4 separate regions of the Sus scrofa genome follow, and regions 1, 3 and 4 are each linked to region 2. Evidence: chromatin contacts called from public HiChIP or PLAC-seq data. All regions are on one chromosome and are shown on one strand. Each heading gives the region's core, a stretch centred on a gene start, on an enhancer-like site or on the middle of the called end of the contact. The rest is flanking DNA. Distances are from core to core; before and after follow the strand shown. Region 1 overlaps PACRG (parkin coregulated gene protein). Region 2 has its middle 640 kb from the start of QKI. Region 3 overlaps QKI (QKI, KH domain containing RNA binding). Region 4 overlaps LOC110259875 (a long non-coding RNA gene).

Region 1 (5,020 bases), core at 525-3,024, 740 kb after region 2:
GCTGGGTTCTGATCTGACCCCAAGTGTGGTGGTCTAAGTTCTGTGATTTTAGGAAGATCAACGGTGTGGGGTTCTAGGAGCTGAGGGTAGAGTGAAGAACTAGAGGGGTACAGAAGGAGTTCACAGTCTGGAAGAGGAGGCAGATATTAATACCCTGATAAACCAGACAGAACAAGAGTACTTGAGTGAGAAGTTCTAGCAAGGAATGAAAATATGGGTTGTGGCAGAGAGGGGCTGGGAGGGATCAGCTTGGGCCAGTGACCAGGAAGGTCTTGCTGAGAAGGTTAAACTCAAGCTGAGTGCTGAATGCTGAGAGTAAGCCAGCATTGTAACAAGCAGCCTGGGAAGAATGTGCCGCACAGAATAGCCACTGCAAGAAAGGCCTTGAGGTTGGAACAAGTTGTCATCAGAGAGCACGGTATCACCCGGCTTTGCGGTTGCTCTTTCCACTGCTGACGCTGCTCTATATAACTGCAGTTTTTAATGACTTTAACAGCTCTGGGGTGAAGGGGTATGACGGACGTCGACCCTCCCTAGTTAGGGACACTGTCTCCTGCCAGGTTTTCACAGTTTTGGATAACGATGCAATAATGACTGTATCTTTGTGTATACAGTCTTTTTCTTTAGTTCTACTATTTCCTTGAAACAATTCTCAGAAGTGAGGTTACTGCTTCAGAGAATACAAAAACTTAGTAGGTTATTGGTATATATATATATCCATATTGATTTTCAGAAAGGATGCCAACTTAGGTTACCAGCAACGTAAGAGCTTACCTGTTTATCACAGCACTGGATGTCGTAATAAAAAATTTTGTAAATTTTGTTAATTCAGTACATATAAAATGTTACTTTGTTAATATTTTTCTAATTACTAAGGTGTGCTAACATTTCCCAATGCATTTTTTTTTTTTTTTTTTGCCGCATGGATTTTTTTTTTTCCACTTATGAGAATGATTTGTTCTTATCTTTAGTCTGTTTATTTATTGGGTCTCTCTGCAGTTAGATATCCTACGCTCTCTTCCTTTGTCTGAATCAGCACTGTTTCAGAGAGTGGAGGGTGGAAAAGAAATGCTGTAACTTCTAGAGGTGGCCCGGGGCAGTGGTACCCTGGGAACTGAAAGAATCGGAGGGATTGTGTTCAGAAATGTGGAGGCAATAGCATAATAAATTCAATTACTTTGAGTAACTTAATGGATTATCACCTCCAGAAGGAGGAACATTTATAATGTGGAGATTTCTAAAAGGCTTCTTTACACCTTTCCTTAGCATCACCCATCCATCTGTCCACCCACCACCCACCCATCTCTTGCTTCCTAGGTCATTCTCTGAAGGACCATGCTCAGTGACCCACCAGGCTAGTCATAGGTGGGACCTCATGAGAGGGCGAGTCCAGCCTTCACTTACAGTGTACCTTAAATCAAGACTTTGGGGGTAACCTTCAGATTGGATGATTTACACATGAGGCCACATGGAAAATCACTGTTATTTTGGTTTATCTGTGCGAAGTGTTCATTTGTTAAATGTTAACTCTGTGATATACTACAACCTGTGTTGGCATGTCTACCTTTTTGTATTGCATGGGGAGCCCCTAAAGATGAAGGTGGCACCGGGAGGTACAAGCTGGATGCAGAGCTAAGCCGGAGCATTTGTTCTCACTAAATGTTAAAAGACCAGTAGCAGTGGAAACTGAAGTCTGCTATTTATCTTCAGGCTAGGGATAGTGCAGACAGCTGCAACCTGAGCCTCCTCGTAAAGCCATGCCAGTACCCTTAACCGTGACCTCCGGCAGGAGACGCATTTCAGTGGGTGGACTGATAGCTCTTTCAGGCACAGATGAGCACTGTTGGGTCCATTTTGTTTTGAGGCCAGGTGATTAACCCGTGGGCCCTTGTTAGTGAATCACCGGGAAAAAATGTCTTTACCTCTTACTGCAACTTTAACAAGACAAAGCTTTCTAGTGGGAAGAAAGTTGCATATGACATCGAGAGGAGATTTTTTTTTTTTTTTTTTTTTGTCTTTTGTTGTTGTTGTTGCTATTTCTTGGGCCGCTCCCGCGGCATATGGAGGTTCCCAGGCTAGGGGTGGAATCGGAGCTGTAGCCACCTGCCTACGCCAGAGCCACAGTAATGCGGGATCCGAGCCGCGTCTGCAACCTACACCACAGCTCACGGCAACGCCGGATCGTTAACCCACTGAGCAAGGGCAGGGACCGAACCCGCAACCTCATGGTTCCTAGTCGGATTCGTTAACCACTGCGCCACGACGGGAACTCCCGAGAGGAGATTTTTAAGGTGAAAACAAACTCGACGAAAGGACTTTGAACCTGGTTGGCGCTGAGCTCTGACAAGGTCAGATTGATAACTGAGGTGCCATTCCATTAGTCAAGATAAATGTCATTATTTGGGTAGCTATTTCAGGACACATGACCCTTAGTTCTGAACTATCTGGGTATTTCTTGTACATTTTTCACTTCCTTTTATGTAGTTACAGCCTGTTACAAGATGGAATGTTAAAAATTAAGAAAAAGCCAGCTGTTTACAGAGATCAGTGTGGAACATTTACAGTTGTTTTTCTTATATGGACAAGCTACCGGCAAGTCTAATCAGTGCTCTCTCAAAGACCAAGGTAAAATATAACCCATGAAACACATCCAGGGCTGCACATGTTAGCCCACTGCTACGGTCCTTCTTCAGTGATGAGTCTGTCAGGGAACCAGTGATTAATCCTCTAGGAAACTACACACCTAGGACCCCAAATGTTACGGATCTAAAAAGCCACATGGTAAATAAAACTACTCAAATTCTAAGTTCCTTTAAGTCCTGTTAAAATTGTTATTTTGCTTGAGGGAACGAAATTGACTCACTTTTAATTTTTTCTACTCTTTCCTTAAAAAACCTTAAGATGGCAAATCAGAATTTGGGGAGCGGAGTAGACTCCAGGGGTCTCTATTTTCTGCCGAATGCAGTTGAAATTCTACCAAAAACAAGATCTCAAAAGTCTACCAAAGACGCAGGGGACCGTGGGCTTGAAGGAAGGTGACCCAGAGAAGGGCGTGGGCTGCCTTGTGCAGACACAGACCCTAGCAGAGCCACAGAGGTGTCTCTCGCTCCCAGGAGGTAGGGGACCATGGCATCTTGCCTGCGGTTTGTTGAGCAAACTTCTGATTGAGCAAAGGTCCGTGCTCTCCGGTCCTGGAAACACGTCTGGGGCCTCAGGATACTGAACTGACCCTCTGCGGAGAGCAGGTGTCAGCATCAAGTGGAGTCTTACGTTGCTTCCCTTAATCCTCAAGCAGTTCCGTGAGGTTGGTGACGAGGATGAAGGGGATGGAAAGGTACATAATGATTTCTCCTCCCAGGTACTTAGGTAAGTGACGGCATAGAGATGAAATCTTAAGTAGGTAAAATTCTGGTCACATATGTGTAAGCATGCTATTGGTGTTTCTAACACTATAATCATCATTATAACATCAGTATCAATGCCTCATCACAGGGTAGTGGTGAGAATTAAATACACTAACCTATATTAAGCACCTAGCCCAAAGCTTGACAGGTACTGGGCACTAGACAAGTGTTTGCGTCCCTCACGTCCCTCCAGGGTCGCCTCTCGAGCAGATAGCATACGCATCAATAAGCCAAATCTACGCATTGTGCAGATGCGTAAATGGTCAGAGATGGGGTTTAATCACAGGTTTCTCTAAAGCTGAAGTCGGAGTTATTTCCATCACAACTTGCTTCCTCTCTCAGGGAGCTCAGGGTCAGTATGGTCAAACCCAGTTTTCTCAGAAATTTCTGACAGTTGATCCTGTAATCACTTTGGAAAGGGGGTCCCTCCTAATCTCCGGGGAATATTTGGTATTAAATATATTTCGGTTTATGTCATTCTTCTTTCTATATCCAAGAAGAATTCAAATAACAGAGAAACCAGAGTTGGAGATGAAACTGGATGCATTTAAGATTTTAAAATGTGCCTGTGCCTCTAAGAATAATAATGAAATTATTTATATTTAACCACGTGACACTGCCAATATTGAACAATTTTTGACTTATAAAAATGTCAAATTCATATAGGTTTAATCTAAATTTTAATTTTTTAATGGCGGCATAACTGACATATAACATTCCATTAGTTTCAGGTGTACGCCATAGGGATTTGATGTTTATATATGTTGTCATCACCCCAGTAAGTCTAGTTAATATCCATTACCATTTATAGTTGCAAACCTTTTTCCTTGTGATAAGAACTTTTAAACTCTACCCTCTCAGCAACTTCCAAATATAGAAATACTTACAGTATTATTATTATTTTTGGTTTTTTTTTGGGGAGGGGAGGGGGCGCACCCATGGCACATGGAGGTTCCCAAGTTAGGGGCTGAACTGGAGCTAGAGCTGCCGGCCTACACCCTGGCCACAGCAACGCCAGATCCGAGCCGTGTTTGAGACTTAACACCACAGCTCATGGCAACACCAGATCCCGGACCCACTGAGCGAGGCCAGGAATTGAACCCATATCCTCATGGTTATTAGTCAGGTTCGTTTCCGCTGAGCCATGACGGGAACTGCCTGCATTACAGTGTTATTAGCTATAATTACCATGCTGTACCTTCCATCCCTAGGACTTATTTTATAACCGGAAGTCTGTTGCTTACATTTTAATTCTTCCTATGTGGAAAGAATTGCCATGTGATTCCTATCGTATTGTAGGCACTAGCTGTGTAAGTGTCTTTGGTGCATTTGGCTTCTTTAATTTTGATTCTCAACCACCTTGTGAGGTTGGTAATGTTATTACCACAGTTTTACCTGTAGGAGCCTGAGATATGGAAAGGTGAGATTTGACTTTCAATTCTAAAATGTAACCAAATGTCTTTATGGATAGTTTGATCAAGAAATTTGATTCTGATACATACGAAAACAAGATGAACTAAAAAAAGTCGTATTAAATAATTTCCTTAATAATGGACATATTATTCGACTGAGTGAAAACTGCTTTTCCTCTGTATAGCTTTATAGCTTCGGAGTTA
Region 2 (4,823 bases), core at 1,039-3,538:
GCACACTGTCTGCCCTAAAACGGGCCTCAGAACCATTAAATCCTAGCTCCCCACCAGCCCAGGGGTAAAAGCATCAGTGGAAGAGAGGCCAGTGGAGGAAAGGCAGGGCCAGGAGCTGCCTGCTGTTGGAGACACTGAGCAAACTTGAAACCTGCCAAGTGCAGAGGACTAGTTTCCCGCTTAAGCTGGTTTGTTCCAGTTCTCTGTTATTTGGAGGCTGCAGCGTCTGAACTGCTTTGTAATTATCGCTTTTCTACAGAAAGAGAACATCAGTGAAATAGGTCTTCATTTGCATTTGCCATATACCCTCTCCTATGTTCAAGAATATGCAGTATTTGGAGTTCCCGCTGTGGTTCAGCGGTACATGCCCGACGAGTATCCATGAGGATGCAGGTTCCATCTCTGGCCTCACTCAGTGGGTTAAGGACCCGGCATTGTGGTGTGCTGTGGAGTAGCTTACAGACGCAGCTTGGATCTGGTGTTGCTGTGGCTGTGGTATAGGCCAGCAGCTACAGCTCCTATCCTACCCCTCACCTGGGAACTTCCATATGCCATGGGTGTGGCCAAAAAAAAGTATTCAGTAATGAAATTTACTTTTCCAAAAATTTCACTATATTCATGTTTGAAAACAGAGACTTTAGCCTTTTATTGTACGTCTGCACATAATGACCATCAAGACGGATCTTACATCAGAGGGTCTCTGTCAAGAAGCCAGGACTGACTGGTTGTGCTTAGACAATGAACTCTTGTGTCTGGGATCACAGCCCAGCCCCACCCCCTCCTCACCTGGGACGAAGTCAAAGGTCATGAGTTCTCTGCACCTCCCTGGCTCCTGGGCTATGATAGGAACAATTGCACTAACCCTGACCTTGGAAGCTGATTATGAGGATTCAGTAAACTGGGGCCATGCTGGTGTGAGGTTCACTGGTTCAGAGACACTCCTTGTCGCCGATGCATCCACCAAGAAAGAAGAAGGTACATAGTCAGTCTCTACCCACGAGATCGTAATCACCTTTGGGAGATGATCATTGTTTGCAGAAAGACACAAGGCGCAGATTAGCATGAACTGCAAGCGCAGTGGATGTGAGAAGAGGAAGCACCTGCCAGGGCAGAGGCAGCAAGAGCTTCTGGTGAAGATGGGCAGAGGTGGGCGGGGAGAGGACGACCTGGACCTGCGAGGGGACCCTGATGCCGCCCACGGAAGCCAAACAGGAGGCACAGAGGAGGGAAAACTCAGGGCCTCCATGGTCGTTGGCGGGAGTGGTGTGGAGGGCCTTACACCAAAGGGTTTAGCAAAGCGGAGTAAGAAGGCACCTAAGAGAGGCAGGAATGGGAACTTCACAAAAGAGTCAGCCTTGGAACGGTCTCCAGAAGGCAACAAGGAAACAAAGCAAAAAGCTTTAAAGAACATTTCGTTTAATTTTGAGACAGATAAAAAGAAAAAAATAATAAGGATGAGAGGATAGAATCCCGAAGGCAAAAAGACCATTAAAGAGATATTTCAAATGTTCTGGTTTGAGAGAGTGAACGTGGACTGATAGGGGCTTCGGTACAAGGATGATAAAGATGGTGATAAAACATTTCCACCTTCTCTCCCTCTCCCATGCTCATCTTCAAACTAACGGCTAATACTTTTCACTCTAGGGGTTAGACGAAAACACAAAATTTGAGAAAACGTCAATGTTAGGAAAAAAATAGGAAAAGAAAAAAAGTCGGCTTAGAGCTCTTCCAACCACAAGAGGGCGCTCCCGGACCCAGGAGCAGAGCTGGGGGGGACTGAGCCCGGATCATTAACGGAACTAGCGGGAGGGCTGCCCAGAAGTCCGGTCTGAAAGGGGTTACCTGGGCAGTTACAACGTGGAGACAGCCTCTGGCCTTTACCTGTGCCCTGTGACATCCACATGATCAATCCTAAGACCCGGAAAGGCACTGAAGGCTTACAAACTTAAGTACTCCCACTCTCGGTAGCAAGTCAGGATTCAGCCTCTCCAGTAAGTGGCGGATGCCCCGCAGGCAAAGCAGGAATGTCCTGATGGATCCCCAAGATTGCAGCATAGGATGCTTTCCTCCTGGGAGCTCCACTCAGCAAGGGGATTCCGCCCTACGGCAGCTGGTGACACAGGTCCGGCCCGACCTCCATTGCCCGACGTGCCCAACCAACTGGGAGAGCGCCAGGGTGCCCAAGATAAAAATAGGATGTTGCCGTGGAGCGCTGGACAGGCTGGCAGATGACACAGGGCCTTGGGAGAGCCTGGAGCCCTGCCCAGAGGCCGTCCTCGCCCTCTGCCGGCCTCGACAAGGGGAGGGGAGTTGGAGCTTCACAGGGAGTCCTGCCAGGAAAGGGCCGCGAGGCAGGGGAAGGGTGGGGAAATCATTTTCCTGTGAGTCAAAGGACAACAGCTGTCACCACGGAGGGAGAAGAGGTGGAACACTGGGTCCAAGCCTTCTCTGGAGCAGTGGCAGCTGAGTCAAAACAAGCAGTCAGAAACATGAGGCCCTTAAAAATACAGTAATTCATGCTACATCAAAGCAGTGATTAGCACAGCTTCCTGGCTGTCTCTCTGTTTATTTATGGTACATTACACATTTTAATGCTATTTTCATAAGGTATTTCAGCTGCCACGGTGCCATATTTGGGAGACAAAAGTGCCTAAGAAGTGCTGCAATTATCGGGCACCCACCCCCAGCCATCCATGAGTCTGGTGTCAACCACAATGACCACTACTTCCCCAAAGGAGAAACAGAAGAGAGAGTGTCCCCATGCAGCCTGCAGGAAGACAGGATGGAAGAGGACGCGGGAGCTGGGAAGAGGGGAGGGCACAAAGGCCAAGTTCATCTTGATTCGTCTCTTGTGGGGAAAGAGGTCAACTTTGAAGTCTTCCTTGAGATACTTCTTTTATTAGGTCATAGGACCCAGTCATCTGTTGGGGATTGCTCACCCAACTCTGGAAGCCAACAGCCCTCTCCGCAAACCAGCTTTATTTTAAATACACTTGAGTTCATGCCAGTGTCCGGGTGGGAGCTGGGAAAAGTGAAAAGCTGCTGGAAATTTCCTCACTCCTCCCCGTGACTTTCTTTCTTTTAAAGAAGGGTGGGGCGAGCATGAGTCCACTTAGGGAACAGCTCCATTCACCTCATATCAAATAGACAAGAGGCATCCCTCCCGCAGGTAAATTTAATAACCGTTTCCTCCAAGTCTGACTTCTCCTTACGATCAACCCCCGAAAAATGCAAGTCGGTGAATGTGTGCCATGGAATATGTCATCTCGGTGTTCAGAGATAAAGCGGGGGGGACAAATAAGAGAAGGTCAGGACAGCGAAGGAAAAAGACTCAGCCCTCACTGGCCCTGGGTCGGGTAACTCAGGAGAGCCGACGGGCGCCTGAGCTGAACCTTCACAACCCACCACGTGGATGCCCAAGAGGCTGCTTTCCGACGGATGAAGGTTCAATGTCATGTCAAGACAGCACTGCATTCATTGTCGAAGTTTCTATTGAAAACTGATTCCTTTGCCGATGTTGTTAATGTTTATGAAATGCTGGAGACGGGCGAGCTTCCAAAAGCAATTCATAGCCGGTTTCCCTGATTTTATGTCTGAGGCCACTGTCCTGTGGCCCTTCCCTGGATTTATCTTTAGGGCCCTTGGATTTATCTGAGGACTGGTCTCCTCACAAAAGTTTCCAACACCAGTGCCAACAGTCTCGGGTGTTGGAACTGGGTGTCTAGGAACTGGCTTCAGCCTGAAACGCATCTCACACAGACCACTTAAGAGCCATCTCAAGATAACTCCGGTCAGAATTTAACCAGCCACCTACAAATAAAGCACATCCCATGACTCTACTCTGAAGGCATTTGATTCTCCAAAGCCTCTTATTTCCAACAGTTGCATCAGCTGTAAACATACACCACACACTGGTGTTTGGTGAGTCAGGCCTCAGCAAAGAGCAGTGTCTTTTTCTGTATTTCTAAAGTTAAATTAGTTTGACTTTGAAGCATAAACTCACCAAAACAAAAGCTCAGGGACGTGTAGGTTTTGGTTGCTCTCCTAATCCTAATAATAACAGCCAACATTTAATAAGTGTCAGGCACGGCCTGTTCTAAGCAGCATCCAAGTGGGGTTTCAGTTAAGCCTCACAGCGCTCTCAGGTAGGAACATTGAGCCGAGAGACAGTGGCCCAGTAATTTGCTGAAGACCGTGTGGCAGTAAACAGGGGAGCCAGAAGCTGAGCCCGGACAGGCTGCGGGAGGGCCCCTGTTATCCACCGTGTGCTCCTCCCTGGGTCTGGGTGCATTTAACCTGGCGGAGGTCCCCGGGTCGCCTCTTTATGCATGAGGGCACGGCCCCGCTTCCTTGACAAGACAAACTGATTTCAAGAGAAAGCAAGTCCTTTTCTACCTCTTAGCAAGTTAAGGCAGCTCAGGAGCCAGGACATTCCTTGTTCAATTGGGGATTGTCATTGTTGCTGTGTCATCTCCATTTGTTTCATGGGTGGTGCTGCTTCTGCCCGAAACCGGAGCACTATGTGGGTTAAAATGTGCTCCCAAACGTTGATGTCAGATTCACACCACGGCGTCAAAGACCAGAGCCGGGGAGGTGTGGGTGCTGGTTCAGGTCCTGGTGCGGGAGGCGTCTGCTCTCCACCGTCTGCGTCCAGAAGTCTCATCGAAGCCAGGAAACACGGTTACCGTGTGGAACGCGGGAATCCACGGTGAGTTCCTGGCAGGAAAGGCCTTCTAAGCAGAGAAGTAGAAGGCATTTCCTCCAAAGTACCAGGGCTCCCAGGAAGCCTCTGGAGCTTCGTGCTGTTGGGATAAAGGGGGCCA
Region 3 (5,416 bases), core at 1,164-3,663, 550 kb after region 2:
AGGAGCAGGTAGACCTACCTATTAAGGAAAAACTAAATACAGGCCAGAAACAGGCCAGGTGACTTCTGACTGGTTTAGCCACCTAGAAATAGCTGTATATCTTCTAATAACATCTAAATTTATATCCCTTGCTCGTCTATGAAACTCTCCTTTATTATCAATAACCACATAAAGCTACTATTTAAGAAGAACAATTATCTGGGTGTGTAGACTACAGTTGCCAGAATTCCATTCTAGCGTGTTTCCAGGTAGCGTGAGAAATAAAGTGTATTTCTTCCCAAGAGACTGGAGGACAAAAGAGAGGTAGTGGCCATTTTGTAGCATATATATTATACACTTTCTTCCAGCTATTTCAATCAAACACTAATCTGGTGGGCTGTCAAAGAATTTTGCATATGTAATTAGTCACTAACCGTTCACGTTGTTCCAAAGGGAGATTATCCTCTGTAGGCCTGAGTCATTCAGGTGGAAATGTTTTGGGATTTGTCCTTTCCTGAAACTCAAGCTACATGAAACATCAAATGGGTCTACAAGCACTCTCCCTGCATGGATCTTCCTTCCTGAGTGCCTGCTCTGGACCCCTGAATAGGTTCTTGCACAAGTGTATAAACCAACTCCTCATAACAAATCCGTGTGTGTGTGTGTGTGTCTCCCCTGCTGCTGCTGCTTTTCTGATTAAACCCGGACTCATACTCTTACTGTTAAGGTTTCACCCTCATAAAAATTATACAGTAAAATTTAAAGTATCCCATTAAGCCACCATAGCATAATTACCACATGAAGGCAAGGAGGCTAACCTTGTTCAATATGTGTTTTGAAGTAGTCTGTATATATCTGTATCTATATACGGCTTTTTAGGGCAGCACCCACAGCACATGGAGGTTCCCACACTAGGGGCAGAATCAGAGCTGCTGGCCTATGCCATAGCCACAGCAATGTGGGATCCAAGCCATGTCTGTGACCTACACTGCAGCTCACGGCAATGAAGGATCCCTGACCCACGAGGCCAGGATCGAACCTGCATTCTCATGGATACTCGTTGGATTCATTTCTGCTATACCACATGGGGAACTCCCAGTCGTAATACGTTTAAGGAATATTTTTTAAGCTGAAAAAATTAAAGATTATTTCAGAATTCAGACCAAACCTACACTGCTAGGAAAGAATTATTTTGGTGTGAAAAAAAAATTCATTTACTGACTATGTTGAATTAATCCTTGTTAATAAAAACAATGGATAGGAGTTATGATGGGAAATTAAAAGACTTCTTTAAGTAACTCATCTAGGCATTAAGGACATATTAAAAAGGCCACAAACTCCTCCCCCAATTTAACTAGATACAACTAGTAATTTAAGATGAATTTTTAGAAATTCTCCACTTGAACTGGGAAAGACCTTCATATTACTGAGTTGCAGCAACAGACACAGAGTAGAATGTGTTTCATGTCTAGGCATACATATTTTTAAGTTTCCGCTCTCTTAAGACATTAATAACCCACAGAAAGATATTAATCTCATTTTTACCTCAACATCCCAGAATATAATTGCATTTAGTTTATTGGTGTTTAATCATAAGAGGATAGTCTTTGAAAACAATTTCTTACATAAATGAACAAATTATGTTGTCATGTGGAGATAGATTTGAGAAAAAGAAAGTGAAAAACTTTGGTCACTTATTAACCATCAGTTGACTAATTTCGTATCTTAAGTAAAAAACAGTAGCTAATTATCTATGCCCCTCCCCCCAAAAGTTAAATATTCAATATTTAAAGTGACTCAATAGTTTAATAAATGAGACATAATATCTCTTGAAATTCCATCTCACATATAGAATAACACATCATCCTATCACCATGTGATGTGATTCCCTTTTCTAATTGTTCTATGTATGAAGAACACATCAATACACTAAAAATTACCTAGGATAAAAATGTAAAACTGTGCCCCTTTATAAACACAATTTCAAGACTGAGTGTACGTCAAATCAAGTGTGTTTGATCCTTTTCATTACCACATATTTTATTACATAAAGACACCAGAATTTCCATCCCCTCATTCATGCCCATTTATGCTGTTTCCAATTACTGTATTATTAAAAACGATGCTGTAGTAAACATTCTGATGTCCATCTTCCAGAATATATGTGCAGGAATCTCTTAAGGAATTGACAAATAGTGGAATTTCCATTGACAGGCCTTAAAAACAAACACCTATGGGAGTTCCTGTCGTGGTGCAGTGGAAAGGAATCCAACTAGGAACCATGAGGTTGCAGGTTCGATCTCTGGCCTTGCTCAGTGGGTTAAGGATCCCTGGCCTCGCTCTGTGGGTTAAGGATCCGGCGTTGCCGTGAGCTGTGGTGTAGGTCGCAGATGCAGCTCAGATCCTGCATTGCTGCGTCTCTGGCACAGGCCAGCAGCTACAGCTCCAATTACACCCCTAGCCTGGGAACCTCCACATGCCGAGGTTGCGGCCCTAGAAAAGACAAAAAGACCCAACAAAACAAAACAAACACGTACATTAACAGACACTGCCAAAGTGCACTCCAAGGTGGCTGTATCAGTGTGTACCCCCGACCTCACTGCATGGGAGTTGGCTTTTCTCCACATTTTAGACCCCGGTAGTGTGTTTATTTTTGGCAACTCAGTGGGTATCAAATGGTGTATCACTCTCATTGTAATGTGTAGTCCCCTGAGCATTAATAAAGTAAAGCACCCTTTCCTGTGTTCATTGTTTGTTCTGGTTTCCTGTTCTGTGAGTTGTCCTTTAACAACACTTGGCCCAGTTTTCTACTGGATTTGTGGCCTTACTTTTATTTTTGAATGAATTCTTTTTATATTCTGAATTCAAATGCTTTTGCGGCTTGTCCTATAATGGTTCATTTTGTATTTCACATAAAAAGATTTTTTTCCTAATGTAGTCATATCTGTCTTCCTTTACGAGTGTTTCTGTCAGTAATCCTTCCTTATCCAGAAGTCACAAAACATCTTCCTGCAATTTCTTCCACTAGTTTGATATTTTGCTCTTCACTTTTACAAGTCTGGGAGCTCCTGCTGTGGCGCAGCAGAAATGAATCCGACTAGGAACCATGAGATGGAGGGTTTGATCCCTGGCCTCACCCAGTGGATTAAGGATCCAGTGTTGCTGTGAGCTGTGGTGTAGGTTGCAGAATGTGGCTCAGCTCTGGTGTTGCTATGGTTGTGGTATGGGCCTGCAGCTGTGGCTCTGATTTGACCCCTAGCCTGGGACCTCAATATGCCGTGGGTGAAGCCCTAGAAAAAAAAAAAACTTTTATGTGTCTAATTCACCTGGAACTTCTTTTTGCATATGCAAACCCAACTCTCCGAGTATCATTTATTGAAGAGTCATTTCTCCACTTCTCAACTGCCATTCTTCTTCATCTACCCCTTCTTTTCACAACATACACATAGTTATTATACTAAAATAGGTGTTATTCTAATTTTAGTGGTCTATCTGCTGTCCCTCAGTAATACAAACAATAAAATGACAGGAATTAAATGCACTCAGAGCACTCCTCCATTTGCATTTACTTTTCTTTTAGAATTGTCCCAGTTACCAATGGTCAGTTTTACTATCTTAAGAACTCTGAATGCAGAGTTCCATATTCTCTTTCCATACACACAGAAAAAGTTTTATTATTTTCCAGTAAGAAAAAAAGAATTAGACTTTATTGACTATTAACTGAGTCAGAGGAGTTCCCTTGTGGTTCAGTGGGCTAAGGATATGGCATTGTCACTGCAGTGGCTCAGGTCACTGCTGTGGCACACATTTGATCCTAGGCCCAGGAACTTCCACATGCTGTAGGTATAGCCAAAAAGAAAAGGAAAAAAAAAAATGATTCAGAAACAAATCATCTGTAAAACATATAATTTCAGTTAGTAAGTTTTAAAATTTATAACACTAAAGTTGTTCACTGCCTTTTCCATGGTTTAAAAAATACCTCCAGTATTTCTAATTTGGCCCTCGTTTCCATTCTTAATATTTATTTACAGTATGTCATCCATTCTAAGAAATTTCTTCCAAAAATATTTTAACATCTTTGAAACCTGCTGTGTCTTACTAGTACTGTAAGCTAGTTGGCAGTAGGACACAGCTGTTCCTCCTGCCTAACCATTCTGAGGAGAGGCAGTCTGTCACAAGCCTGGTGCATCCCAGCATACTCCCCTGAGGTGTGCCAGGTACAAAGCTCATCTATCTTCTCAAACCGAGCAGCTTCTGTTGTCCCTCACATAGGAAACTAAGGAGGACAAAGAGAGCCCATCTTGAGAACCTTGGCACAGGGGACTATTGTCTGTTGCTTGGTCACAAGTGCTGGGACTTTGGCCCCAGTTCCTCTTTAGCAACATAGCACATTGAGTGAACAGACATCAAGCTGGGAACTGGGGCTTAACTGTCAGTGCAAATAGGCTAATACCCTGCTACTGCCTTAGGAGTTTGGGGGGGGGGGTGAGTGGGTGGATGGTGTTTCCACAGCACATGGGGAAGTTCCTAGGCCTGTGCTATAACAGTGACAATGCTGGATCCTCAACCCACAGAGCCACAAGGGAACTCCTCTCTGCTACTACTTTTGCTGTGAATAATCAAGTCTGGTCTCTGATCCAGGAGTCTTGGGTCTTTCACCAGAATACTCAAAAATATGGTGACAAGTTAACTGGTCAGCTTACAAGTAGTATAAAAATCTCAGACCCTTCACTTTCCTTGTCAAGAATGTATATTAAAACTTACAATGACTTGGGAAAAACTACAGGGAAGAATAATGAAGCACTCCTTTAAAAATGCTACATCACCAACATTCCTGGACTGAACTACTGTACAGCATGACCAAAAAGGTGAGACAAAACTCTGAGAAGGTCTTAGAAATGAATTAATTTCACTAATATTTTTAACATATATCACAGAATATAGTAAAAAGATAGGACTAAATAATTCTATATAAAACAAATCCTACATGAACAAGCTTTCTGTCAGTTTATCTGGTTGCTTTTTTCCCCTTGCTAATACATAATAGTGCTACAGTTACAAAATAAAATTTAATTCTGCTTTTTTCTTTTTCTTTTTGTCTTTTTGCCATTTCTGGGCCCGCGGCATATGGAGGTTCCCAGGCTAGGGGTCTAATTGGAGCTGTAGGTGCCAGCCTACGCCAGAGCCACAGCAACGGAGGATCCGAGCCATGTCTGCGACCTACACCACAACTCACGGCAACGCCAGATCCTTAACCCACCGAGCAAGGCCAGGGATCGAACCCGCAACCTCATGGTTCCTAGTCGGATTCGTTAACCTCTGCGCCACGACGGGAACTGCCTGCTTTTTTCTTAATCAGTTTTATACAAGTTTTACCTACTTCAAGAATTTTCAAAAAAATGTTTTAATTAATCATTAATGTAATATTCGGTATGCT
Region 4 (5,532 bases), core at 2,866-5,365, 680 kb after region 2:
TGGAGTTTTCCTGCTGCCTCTCTCTGGGCCGGACATGTCCTTTCTGCCTCTCCTCCAGAAAAGAAAATTCTGAATTTCCTATTATATCTTCACCTTAATCAACGGGCCAAGAAAAATCTTAAGTGCCTGAAATTGGTCCAAAAATAAATAATTCTCCTCATTTTGCCATTGAATTATTTGGGTCCTAAAACGTATGGATGATTATATCTCTTTCATTGTATTTTCTTTCTTTTCTTTTTTGCTTGATTATTAAATACCTGATTTCAAAATGCTAATGGAATGTCTTGTTATTATTTTTCCTCCCTCCCCTTGGAAAATAAGTGGTATTATGTCATGTATAACAGCAGGAAGAAGTGAAATTTCATAGGAAGGACATTTATGCTCGGTTGGAGAAAGAAAAGACGTTGAAGGCATTTATTTTTGTCCGGCTTTTAAAAACCATATTTGAAAGTACTAAACTCAATTTCACATGTCCAGAATGGTCTAACCTAATTTTGGCATATTAATTAACAATAAAAGTAGTGTGTTGCCGCATACAAAGAAATAAAATAATTAACTTACTGAGGAAATGGGGTCATATGATTTTACTTTCAGAGGGTAATGAATGACACTGAGTAATGGGGACAGTGTTTTGCAAAGCAACTCTGGCTGCAGAGCCTGATGGAATTCTTTGTTAAATACCCAACGGCCGGCTGACCATTTTCTCCATCTTCAAACATTACCTGATTCAACCCAGAGGAACCCACCTACACATCAGCGAGGCCAGCGGGAGGCAAGCTTTTGAGTAGTTTCAAGGATGAGTTGAGTATCCAAATGCTCCCTGAGTCAATACACGCTAAGGAGCTTTTGACTTGGGGAAGAAATTCCAACGTTTTTGCTTCTTACATATTCGGACCTTTGACCTTGGAATATTTTGTTACGTTTCATTCCCCAGGGGAAAAAACCCCCAATCTTTCAAGTGGTTATTATACAGCCAAGTGCATGAATATGCATGAGACGTCATTATGACCACAAGGCGACACTTAAAATGTTCAAGGGTCTCTTCCTAAGATTTTGCAACTTGTTCGGTGACAATAAATCAGTGTCCAGTTCTTGGTTGCTGAGCTCTGCTTTTGATTGATCCATCCAAGTTTCCAAGAAAGTGGTTTTCAAGAGCCCTAAACCCATTTGTCCAATCATTCATTCATTTGACAGATGCAAAAGGAGCTGTTTAATTGCCAGTGTCTGTGTTTTATGCAGAAGGCCATATTGAGAGCTCTGGAGTCAGTTCTTTGCAGGTCAAGCCTCGGAATTTCTAGATTTTATTTTATTGTATTTTTTAATTTTTTTGTCTTTTTGCCATTTCTTGGGCCGCTCCCGTGGCATATGGAGGTTCCCAGGCTAGGGGTCCAACTGGAGCTGTAGCCACCGGCCTACACCACAGCTCACAGCAATGCCGAATCATTAACCCACTTAGCAAGGGCAGGGATCGAACCCGAAACCTCATGGTTTCTAGTCGGATTCGTTAACCACTGTGCCACGATGGGAACTCCCGGAACTTCTAGATTTTTAAAGCTGAAACTGAGCAGAGAGAAGTCAAGCGGCTCGTCCCCTCTCGCTGCCTCATGTGGTCAAGACTGGAAACAGGATCTGACTGCCTTTGCTCAATGAGTCCGCCAAGTTTGGGGGCCAAAGTGTAGAATTACCACGAGACCCTGGTAACCAAGAGTTGCATGTCGAACCCACTTCTGACTTTCAGAGCTTAATTTCCTTTTCTTTTTTCCTTTTTACTGCTGCATCTGCGGCATATGGAATTTCCCAGGCTAGGGGTCACATCAGAGCTGCAGCTGCAGGCCTACATCGCAGCCATGCCAGCCAAATGCAAACTATGCTGCAGCTCACAGCAATGCTGGATCCTTAACCCACTGAGTGAAGCCAGGGATGGAACCCGCATCCTCATGGAGACATCGGGTTCTTAACCCACTGAACCACAACAGGAACTCCCAGAACTTGATATTTCAACAGAGAAATCTGACATCGTATTATCAGAATCTTCAAGGCTGTCAAACATAAACTCCCCATTCAGAATTGACCTCAGTTCCCGAGCCTTGCAGCAAATTCACACCTGGAGAAGACCTTTCCACCTTTAGGACTGACCATCCCACATCCCTGTCCTACGGGGGAAGGCAGTGGAGCTGGAGAGAGGGAACGGCTCCCACCAGCAGCCTCCCGGTTCTCTCTTGGTGGGTGGGAATCCTGCTCAAGCAGTCCATGGCCTCTGACGATAACTTTTTGTTCCAAATTAGCCCAGAAAAAGCGATTTACAAATAATTTACAAAAACAGCCCTTTCTTGCATTTTTGCTCCTGGGCTCCTGTCTCTGATTCACAGGCCACGTCTTTGAGAAGGGGAGCAGGTGGAATCCAGGTGTCAGGCCTGGGCTCCTCCAGGGACTGGTCACAGCCCAATGGGGTTTAAGGGCAAACTCTTAAAATCAGCCCTGTAGTGACAGGGGGCCAGGCCCCATCGCAGGGCTCCTGGAGTGTCGCCTTTGCCGTCTCCTCCGGAAAGCCCTCCAAGGCTGGAGGCTGGCTCTCTCACACTCTTGGTTGTTGTCACCCCTTTTTTAGGGCTGCGCTGGCAGTATATGGAAGCTCCCAAGCTAGGGGTCGAATCGGAGCTACAGCTGCCAACCTACACCACAGCCACGGCAACGTGGGATCCATGCTGCATCTGTGACCTACACCACAGCTCATAGCAACGCCTGATCCCCAACCCACTGATCGAAGCCACATCCCCACGGATACTAGTCAGACTTGTTTCCGCTGCGCCACAATGGGAACTCCCAAAAGCCAACACATTTCAAACCTGGTTTCTGTTCTACGCCATCGTCTTGCCAATCACGTGGCTGTGGAGAGGCGTGGGAGGCACCGTGAAGCCACCAGGAGACCGACTCTCAGGGAGGCCGACAAGCGACCGCCCTTCTGTGAGGCTTGGTCCCCTCACCTGCAAACTGGCGGTGATCTTCCAGGGTGATCAGGGCTCAAGGGGAGCACCCACGGGGCATCCTCGGGTTCTGGAAGCTGTTCAACCCCCCCCCCCCCCCCCGCCTCAGGCTTCCAAACTTCTTTCCAGGCGTGTTGAACCCGCCTTGGTCATCCCCAAATGCCGATGACCATTTATCTTATTCACAAACCATTTTGTGTATCCCTGGATTGTTTTACAGTTTTAACATTTTATTGTTTTGTCTTGTTACTTTTAGCTTTTATTAAAGCTGCCAATTTTTATAATCAATTTTCTGTTTGTATTGTTTACCTTCCTTGACATTGTGATTTGAAAGGATGTCTCTCTCTCTCTTTTAACGCTCTTATCTGCTCTGTGTTTTAGAAGGTCAAGAAGTTTGCTGACCGACTAACAGAATGATCAAAACGTCCCACACCCAGGCTTTCCTTCTCAAACCCCAGAACTGCAGGGTCAGGGAGTCCTCTGCGGTCCGGGTGGGCCGCAGGGCTGATGGATGCTGGAAAAAATGTTGACGATGAGATGCGGAGATGACCCATGAAGTAACCCTGCCCAACGCGGGGCACCCTTCTGCGAGGCCCAAGGCCCGCCATGTAGACCTGTGGGTCCCCCTGCAGGGTTTTCCGTCCCGCTCCGGGCTGCCCCTCTCCCGTGGGGGAAATGCCCCCCTTCCCTGGTAACCCGCGTCTGCTTTCTGTTTGTGCCTCTGCCGACATTTACTTTTATCCACATTTTTTTGGCTCAGCATCTTGGTTCAGATGCCGACCTTAGGCCTTTGCACAAATGCCTTGCAAACACATACGTCGGTCAATGTCAGTATCAGATCGGGTTCGCTCACCCTGGACGCGTATTTATTTATTCCCGTTTTACAAGCTAAGCGTCTCCTCCTGGGCCCGGCCCTTCATTCCCTTAGTTCTGAGTTGTCCGCTCCGCTCACAGGCGCTGAGCTCCTCCGAGGTGCGGGGCTGGGGGCTCCACCCGCCGCCCTCTGAGCGCCTGTGCTGATTGCTGCTCTCCGTCTTCCTTTTCATTGCTTCGGCGTCCTCGGTGTGACTGCGCTCCGAGGTGCCCACACAGCGCATAATATCCCATGACAGGATGCCTTTCCGGGTGCAAACCAAAATAGCACTGGCCTTTGTGCGGCCTATTCCTTTCTAATCTCGTCCTGACACGCCGCCCAGCCTCACCTCTCAAACATTTCGGTCCCTGTCTGACCCACGTCGTGAGGGCTGGGATAGATCTAAGGCGATCTTCTGCGGCTTCTGTATTTGCGAGCTTTGAATCCATTCACATGTTTTCTCCTCACCACCATCTGAATTGCGTCCCTGGTGGGAAGTCAGACGCTTGTTTTTCAATCCGGTTTCCTTCTGCTCACAAAGATGTGAAAGAAACTATATCCAGGCTTGGAAGAGAGGCTCAATTACATTCTAGGAAAGTAACAATTTAGACAGTCTCGTTTTAAGCAACCGCGTCTCTTTTTTTTAAAAATTTAGAGCTGGATGAGAACTGAGGAATCGCTCCCCCAAACCTGAGCTTCTGCGGGGAGGGTGTGCTGAATCAGGATTAGATTCGGGGCCTCCCGCCTCAGTTTGGTCTGTGGGTCCCCTTTCAAGTCTACCTTTTTTAAAAAAAAATATTTTTACTTTTATTTTTTAATTAAAGTATAGTTGATGTACAGTGTTCTGTCAATTTCTGCTATACAGCAAAGTGACCCAGTCATACATACATATACACAATTTTTCTCACATTATCCTCATCGGGTTCTATTACAGGGATTGGCTGGAGTTCCCTGTGCTGTACAGTAGGACCTCATTGCTTTTTTTTTTTTTTTTTTTAAGGGCTGCACCCAAGGCATATGGAAGTTTGCAAATTTCCCAGAGTTCCCAGGCTAGAGGTCAAATCAGAGCCACAGCTGCCAGACGATGCCTCAGCCACAGCAATGCCAGATCCAAGCCACATCGCAACGTACACCACAGCTCATGGCAATGCCAGATCCCTAACCCACTGAGCAAGGCCAGGAATTGAACCTGCATCCTCATGGATACTGGTTGGGTTCATTTCCACTGAGCCACGTTGAGAACACTACTTATCCATCCTAAATGTAATTGCTTGCGTCCACTCGCCCCATATTCCCAGTCCATTCCACTCCGCTCCTGCCTTGGCAACTACAAGTCTGCTCTCCATGTCTGCGAGTCTGTTTCTGTTCTGTGGAAAGGTTCATCTGTGCCATATATTAGATTCCACATAGAAGTGATATCATATGGGTATTTGTCTTTCTCTTTCTGACTTACTCCACTTAGTATGAATTCTACTTTTTTAAATCAAAGATAGGTATGTTAAAAAAAGAGTAAAACCACACCCAAGGCCACATCAATCACACATGTTTCCCGTGCCCTGAGCCCCAAACGTGCCTTTCATCCCAGGCTCCTGGGGCCTCTGACTTGTGTTGCTTAACCCCTCGGGGACCCTGCAAGCTCACTCTGGTCCAGGCGGCCTCCCAGTGCGATGGAACCCGGGCCTCTCTTCCCAGCAT

The links. HiChIP or PLAC-seq counts read pairs in DNA pulled down with a chosen protein or histone mark.
Region 1: an H3K27ac HiChIP or PLAC-seq map of skeletal muscle shows a contact between it and region 2, with 9 times the contacts expected there. The contact joins two enhancer-like sites. A contact is called at or near these places in 1 of 47 Hi-C or Micro-C datasets (liver) and 1 of 2 datasets of contacts at active chromatin or transcription factors (skeletal muscle).
Region 3: an H3K27ac HiChIP or PLAC-seq map of skeletal muscle shows a contact between it and region 2. The contact joins two enhancer-like sites. A contact is called at or near these places in 2 of 2 datasets of contacts at active chromatin or transcription factors (alveolar macrophages and skeletal muscle).
Region 4: a contact with region 2 is called in an H3K27ac HiChIP or PLAC-seq map of skeletal muscle. The contact joins two enhancer-like sites. A contact is called at or near these places in 1 of 47 Hi-C or Micro-C datasets (liver) and 1 of 2 datasets of contacts at active chromatin or transcription factors (skeletal muscle).

Annotation. Positions count from the first base shown.
Region 1 is chr1:4,982,352-4,987,371 of Sscrofa11.1, forward strand. All of the region lies in intron 4 of PACRG (parkin coregulated gene protein), which reads right to left. Among named protein-coding and RNA genes, the nearest start is that of QKI, 100 kb to the left of the region's middle. Within about 2 kb of position 1,775, at least 4 of the 83 cell types and tissues checked have an H3K27ac peak or open chromatin away from gene starts, as enhancers often do. A contact at or near this core is called in skeletal muscle, where this site is marked.
Region 2 is chr1:4,245,198-4,250,020 of Sscrofa11.1, forward strand. No RefSeq gene overlaps it. Among named protein-coding and RNA genes, the nearest start is that of QKI, 640 kb to the right of the region's middle. Within about 2 kb of position 2,289, at least 38 of the 83 cell types and tissues checked have an H3K27ac peak or open chromatin away from gene starts, as enhancers often do. A contact at or near this core is called in liver and skeletal muscle, where this site is marked.
Region 3 is chr1:4,793,513-4,798,928 of Sscrofa11.1, forward strand. All of the region lies in intron 3 of QKI (QKI, KH domain containing RNA binding), which reads right to left. Among named protein-coding and RNA genes, the nearest start is that of QKI, 87 kb to the right of the region's middle. Within about 2 kb of position 2,414, at least 4 of the 83 cell types and tissues checked have an H3K27ac peak or open chromatin away from gene starts, as enhancers often do. A contact at or near this core is called in skeletal muscle, where this site is marked.
Region 4 is chr1:4,921,991-4,927,522 of Sscrofa11.1, forward strand. It overlaps LOC110259875 (a long non-coding RNA gene), which reads left to right. Exons shown (of 2, transcript XR_002342275.1): 2 at 1-271. Among named protein-coding and RNA genes, the nearest start is that of QKI, 42 kb to the left of the region's middle. Within about 2 kb of position 4,116, at least 7 of the 83 cell types and tissues checked have an H3K27ac peak or open chromatin away from gene starts, as enhancers often do. A contact at or near this core is called in liver and skeletal muscle, where this site is marked.